Linked DNA regions of Dromaius novaehollandiae: region 2 is linked to region 1. A link is a contact called in public Hi-C data. All regions are on one chromosome and are shown on one strand. Each heading gives the region's core, a stretch centred on a gene start, on an enhancer-like site or on the middle of the called end of the contact. The rest is flanking DNA. Distances are from core to core; before and after follow the strand shown.

Evidence for each region. Hi-C and Micro-C count contacts between places; a contact is called where the count stands out from the background.
Region 2: a contact with region 1 is called in a Hi-C map of ovary, with 3 times the contacts expected there. The contact joins the promoter of HHAT here to the promoter of UTP25 in region 1. A contact is called at or near these places in 3 of 4 Hi-C or Micro-C datasets (brain, liver and ovary).

Annotation. Positions count from the first base shown.
Region 1 is chr3:102,181,953-102,185,305 of bDroNov1.hap1, reverse strand. UTP25 (UTP25 small subunit processome component) reads right to left here and starts at 1,393. Exons shown (of 12, transcript XM_026123272.2): 1 at 1,219-1,393. The coding sequence starts at 1,319. MRPS10 (mitochondrial ribosomal protein S10) reads right to left here. Exons shown (of 8, transcript XM_064509619.1): 8 at 2,652-3,353.
Region 2 is chr3:102,406,220-102,409,658 of bDroNov1.hap1, reverse strand. It overlaps HHAT (hedgehog acyltransferase), which reads right to left and starts at 1,626. Exons shown (of 11, transcript XM_064509635.1): 1 at 1,459-1,626. It overlaps LOC135327931 (a long non-coding RNA gene), which reads left to right and starts at 1,126. Exons shown (of 3, transcript XR_010388562.1): 1 at 1,126-1,237.

The DNA of each region.
Region 1 (3,353 bases), core at 144-2,643:
TTAAGCAGAGCAAGAGCCTATGTATAGCACTAAATATTGATCCGTGAAATGCAAAAAGACATGCTACAGGAAAAAGAATACAGCATCAACAAACCAGTGCTGGGAAAGCAGTTCTGCAGGCAAGCCACTGTCCAAGCTGGATTTAAACTAACCTTAATTGTTATTCAAAAAGATACTGAGCCTGGGGTGGGACAGACCATCATTGCATAGGGTAAGATGCAGAAAACTTCACCACATCTGGCTAGGGCTCAGCCTTGCATTCCAAGCAACCAGCTCCTAGAGGATCACAGGGTACGTACAAATAACAGACCTCAACACTGTTTGCCAAAAGACTGCCTGCTGCTAAAGGCACATAACTGCAAACTGTGCAGGTAAGCTAACAATCCGTTTTCCTCACAGACTTCTAAGACTTTACCCCAGCAACAGTTAGACCAAGTAGCTCATTCCTTGCAAGCTTGCACAGGGGTTCAAAAGTATAATGCCCTTTTTGACACACAGGCATCCTGCAAAGTTAGTCATGGCTCCTCTCACAGATGATCTTCAATGCCGAATTTTCTCAGCATTTGCCAGATCAGAAAGCAGTCCAGAGCAAACAGTGAGAAAGCTGGATGTCAAAGTGACTGACCCAATGTCTAAACAGAAGTCTTAACTCACACTCCTCCACTTTTTCACTTCTTTTTTTTTATAGCACCTCTGGGCTGCGCAAGATAACTTTACAACATCCGTTTCAAATAAATCTGATTGCAGATTTTCCTCCTTCCCTTACTCTTTCAAGGTGTCAAGGTCACAAGTGGCAGTGCCAAACGCAGCCAGCCCCGCAGATGCAAATTCCCTTCTCTCAGGAATTCAGAGGAAGCAGAGGGAGCACCAACAGGCTGGCGCGGCTTTGCAGCAGCCGACAGATGGAAGAGCGGGGTGAAAGGGGAGTGAGAGTAGCTACTGCAGCCCCGAGCCAGCGGCTCCGCTGTACCACCGGGACAGCGGTGCCCAGCCGCGCGCAGCCCCCAGCCGGGGACCGCAGCTCCCACAGCCGCACGGCGCTCCCAGGCAGCCCCCGGGGGGAAGGGGCAGCCCAGCGCGGGGCGGCCGCGCCCGCGGGAGGCCCCGGCCGCTGGAGGGGACCAGGGCTCGCCCCTGGCGACGGCCGCGGGGCTGCTACACGCCGCGCCGGCGGCCCGCAGGGCGGGCGGGGGCTCGGCCCCCCCCCCCAGCACTCACTTGTCGTAGAAAGGGTGCTCCTCCCCAAACTCCCGGAGGTGCCGCCTCTGCTTCTTGCTCAGGGTGCGGAGCAGCTCCCGCCCGCCACGCCGCTTCCCCATGTCGCCCCCCGCGTCCGCACCCACGTGGGCCGCCGCGACGCTTTACGGCCCGCCCGTAAAGCGCCGCTGCCGCGCTGCCCTCTGCCGCACGGCAGGCCCGCAGGGCGGGGGTGGCGGCGGGTGCTCACTCACCCACGGGCACGGCACGGCACGGCACGGCACGGCACGGCGCGGCGATCAGCGCCCCCCACGGTCACTCGCAACCCGGGGGCTGGTTTGACGGCTCCTAGTTTGTACCGCCTCTGCGGGGCTTTAGCCGTACCGTTCTCGGGCACGCGGTAAGCTGTCCTGCGGCCCGCCCCGAAGCCGCGGTGGCCGCCCCTGCTCGCCCTTCTGGGGGGCAGCAGTCCCGCGGGGATCGGTTGTGCCGAGCAGCCTCCTCGCAAAGCCTGCCGCAAGGCACAGCCTGCTGCTCGCAGTTACTCGCCTCCAGTTGAGCCAGGAACCACGCGGGCTTTAAGTTACTGGGGCTGCAGGTCCGTCCGTTCTCACGGAAGGGAACATCTCGGATATGCGCTGGTGCTGTCATTTCCCTTCTTGCAAATAAGTTCCCAGATCTGAGATTTCTTTACGAGGCCTGGGAGCAATTCCACCTACACTTTATTCCCTTGCACTTTCTCCAACTCTCTGCAAGACAAAAGAGCTGTGATTACAGTCCCACGCTGTGTGTGGGTGTGTGCCAATGAAATACAAAGTATAATTAGGGTGGGCAGAAGAGATTTTGAAGACCTGCTGCTTTTCTCTTTGCTCTGGCATTTAGTGCAACTCAAAGCTATTGTACACTTCTAGCATGATATTTTTGCCCATGTACGTTGGGGTTAAGACTGGGCAAGTACAGGGCATTTCAGCAAGCCAGGACTGCCCACGGGCTCTAATTTCTGCTCTGGAAACAGCCATTAAGAGGAGGCGCTAAGCTTTATTCATACAAAGAAAACCCATGTAATTCTCATAATGTTAAAGATTAATGCAACATTACTTAGATCTCCGTTTAGACCTGGAAGAAGGAATAATCTAAGCCTAATCTAAAGTAATCTGTCTAGGAGACTAATGGAAACATTGCAAATGGCATATACATGTACAAATTACTTGAGCTAGAGCATCTTGCAAAACTGACCTATCAATCATCAGCAGTGTTTTTGCTACATGCTTCCTGGGAAAATTCCAACAATAAGCCTAGAGGAGGAGGAAGAGGCCAAATGGAAATCCTTAACGCTCAACCCGCGTTAATATAAAAGGTAAAAGCAAAAGAAGGTCCACATGGAATCACACTCAATTCTAGACCCTCTCTTCTAACATCCTGCTGCTGAATTTCATTGAATGCTACTGTTAGAGTCAAGTTTAATTGTTTAATGTATACAAAGATCCACAGTTACCCAGAAACCACTTTTTAATATTCCAAATAAGAAACCCATGTCCTTGTTTTAAAGGAAAACATAAATTTGTGTTTATAAACATACATTTCATGTTTATAAAAAATGTTTATAGAAATCCTTTTATATATATATATATAAATCCTTTATAGATACCATTGTTTCCATTTGACTTGGCAGAAACTGCTTTAATCATTAGTGGGTTGTATATAAATAGTGTTTATGATGCAGCATACTGCATTCAACTGACCCTCTTCTTCTTGCAAAATATGCAGAATAGACTTCAGTTTGTATCTTGGAGAAAAAAGTACCAAAACTGAGTGAAAGCAAGCTAATTCCAAATATGATGGAGGCATGGAATACTTTGGGGGGAAATGTTTATTTAGCAGCTGGTAATTTTATCTTCTAGCTAGTCTAACTTGACTTGAGGATATCCATGGATTTGACTGAAGCTAATAAGCATGTGAGCTGCAGTTTAGTTAAACAGAAGCCTCCAGGAAGAGTTAGAAGATGTAAATTTCTTGATACATCGACTTTCTTTAGCTATGAAAGAATCTTAAGTTTTTGCCCACAGTTCTTTGTCAACTTCTCTGTGTTGCTAATACCACTGTTTCTAGGTCTGCCCATTAAATAAAATTAGTAAAGTTATCTGAGATTAAGACAA
Region 2 (3,439 bases), core at 377-2,876, 220 kb before region 1:
CATGTCTAACTGTTTGTATTTAACACTTTCCTTAAGGATAACTGAAAAATTGCCTTTCTGTGCAAAACAATCCCACCTGTAGGATTTTAGCATACATAAATTAACACCATCTCTCAATACATAAGAAATAAACATTTGTATTTAAATTTTAGCTTCATAAAAAAAGAACACATCAACTAACTTCAATGTCAAAATGGTGCTGCATATGTTTCTTTCATAAATAAAGGTGGCTAACACGGAATCATTTAATAAAGAATTGTGCCAGCTGTTTTCTGGAATAAAAGTATACAATATACACTCCAGTTTTCGAACTACCTATCTTTTTGTAAATGTATCTGAGGTAAAACTAACACATATAATGATGAAGTCTAAAAATGCCTTGTGTCTGCACAGACACTCATCATATATAATCATATATATACACATATATATATATACACATATATATATACACACACACGCACACACTCCCCTACACACAAGAACACGTTCATAAGATTCCTTTACAATTCTGTTATGCCCAATCAGCCTTAGGGCTTCACTCACACATATGGAATTGCAGAGTTCTCATTATATGAAAATACATGTTTACAATTAAATATTCTCCACAAAAAGCTGCAAAAAGTATACACAGGAAGAGCACTTTCAAACACCTGCATACAAAATTAAAGCTTAGGACATCATTTATTGCAGAACATGACAGAGATATTATCTCCTGAAGGGAAACTCAGGCAGAAGATTTCATTCATATAATTCTTAAAGTCATTTCAGTGCAGTAGATAGCTAATACGGTAATGGTACCAGAACAGTTCTATTATGTTGTAAACGCAGATTTGGGATATAATCAACTACCGAATTGAACCCTGTCAGAAGAATCTTTCTCAGAAGAGAAACCGCTCGCTCGAGGTTACCTTGTATTTAAATACCCTGCACACAAACCAGTTTCAATGGAAGCTTTCCCTCGCTCAGACGTGTACGAATTCCCGCCCTCCTCCTCCTCCTCAGGTGCCGCTTCCAAAGTACAACCGAGCGCAGCGGGCGGCTGCTCTTCCCCAGGCGGGCGCCTTCCCGCCGCAGGACCCACCCACGCGAGCCCTGCGCAGCGCGGCGCCGCAGCCCCCGCCCCGGCGGAGCCCCCGGCGGCACCCAACGGCAGCGGCGGCGCGGAGGGCGCGCCCGGCAGTGCGGGACGGCGCAAGCGGGAGTTCAGACTTTAAAAGCGCAGCAGAAAGGGGAGGTAGGCGCTACTGCAAGGGCTCCGGCGCGGCTTCTCCGCTCACCGAGAGGACACGCGCACTCCCCACGGGGACCACGGTTCTGCGGGGGGAGGACCCCACGGAGCCGCCGCTGCCCCGCGGCCGCAGCCGGACACGCGGCGTTTACCGCCGCTGACAAAGGCGAGGGGAGGCGGGGCGGGGCCCAGCGGCGCCGGGCCGGCGGCCGCCCGCCCGCCCTTACCTCGCGAGGGGCTGCCCGCCGCCGCTCCCCCCGCGCCCAGGGCGGGGCGCAGCCCCCCACGCGCCGCGCCTCGCGCTGCCCAGCCGGCGGGGCCGCCTCGGTTGGAGGCGCGGGGCCGTTAGCGGGCGCGCGGCGGCGGCGTGGGGGAGGGGCGAGCACGGGGGACGGGGCGAGGGGAGGGGCGGGGCGAGGGGCGGCGCGGCGCGGCCCACCGCGGCGCCGCTCCCGGGCGCCGGGCGGAGCCGCAGCGATCCCGCAAGGGCTGGCGCCGCGCTTCCGCCTCCGCCGCGGCGCCCGCCCCGCCGGGGGCCGGGCCCGGCGCTCCCCGCCCGCGGGCGGCGACGTCGCCGCGGCCGGGCCTGCGGGGCGGTGGGAGGCGGGCGGCGCCGCGCGGCCCGGGCGCGTCTTTGGCCCGCAGGGGACGGGCGGGGCCGAGGGCCCGAGGTGCGGGCGGCGTGGGGGTTGCCCGCGGTGAGATGGTTAAGATATATATTGTGCTTGGGGCTGTGAATTTAGCAAGCCCGCCTGGTCTGCCCTAACCTGTAACTGCATGGGGCGAGGTTGAAGAGGTTTTAAGAGCCGATTATAGGGGGGGAAATGGAGTTAGGAAGGAGAGCCAAACTATGGGTTACATGGGAAGGGTCAATAGGCAACAGCATGGTGTGGAAAACAAGGTTGTAAGGAAGGAAGGTGGCTCTGCGATAAGGTTCGTGGTATCTCACGTTGTTCTCACACTCTCGGTTTTATGGATCAGTGATTATGTAAGAATCCCAGTCTTCCTTTGCAGCAGAGCTTTGTGGCTCTGGCGGTCATGTGAAAAAGCCAAAATACCGCGGGTACCCTGAATTAAAGGGGTAAGGAATAAAAAGAATGCCATTTCTTAAAGCTGTATATTTTTTAATCTAATTTTCAATGTTTAATCCAAGTTTCAACTATTTGGAGTCATCTTGGTTCATGGGAAAGACAGACAATGTTGGAAGGATGTTATGTGCAGCAGATTAACAGTGAGACAACATCCACGATATGTCACATAAAAGTTTGCAGGCCTTTTATAAGGACAAAGTAAATTGAATTTATTGTGGTAAAGAAGGAATTGTCATTCTGAATAAAACATCCCTGGTCTCGCTTGCTTTTCCAATACCTGCCCTATTTCTCTTTATTTCTAAGCTCGCTGAACATGTTTATATTTACTGACGTTCCTGTTCTCTTTGTCACAGACCTCTCTATCACCTCTTCTGTCCCTGTAGTCAAGTGATACACTCTTGCCAAAATCTTTAACAGACTCTTCCTGACTGAGCTTATAAACAGTGTTCCTTCCTCTTCAACCTTCGACTTTCAATAGTAAATGTACTTTTCTTCTAAAGAGCCACTGTTCATCTGACTTCCATGACTTGTCCTCCAGGAGACTGTATTATTCACACTGAATGGAAGTTACCTTCTCTTCTGCTTTCATATCTTTTTGCTAAAAAACCCTCATCTGCCAACACAAACTGAACTTCTTTATGGAGATGGTGCTTAGGTGCATTCTACTCTTACCTCCTGCTTGATCTGCAATTTTCACCTGGCCAACACTTTCTTGTAGATATGTCACACAAGCCCAGTGTGGCTGAAATAGACCCTTCAATGCCAATCCATTAAGCCTTTCATGTTTCCTTCTCTCAGAGTCACTATGGACAGTACCATTACCCTTCCTGTGGTATCATCCGTGACTTGGGACAGAGACTGAAGACTGTGTCTGGGTCCATTGGTTAAATCTGAATTTTTCCATTCATCTTTGAATGTAATGCTTGATCCTGCTTCTGTGTTCATTCATAAAGCTGAACCTTTTGTCATCTCATAATTCGGTTAATGAAACTTTGTTTTCTTTGGGTATGAAAAATGCAGTATAACTCCACCTGGATCTATCGAGAACATTGCCTGATTCACTGCTGCAAAGACCATTTTTGTGGCCCACGACTTTCGACGACTTTTGTTCCCTCTC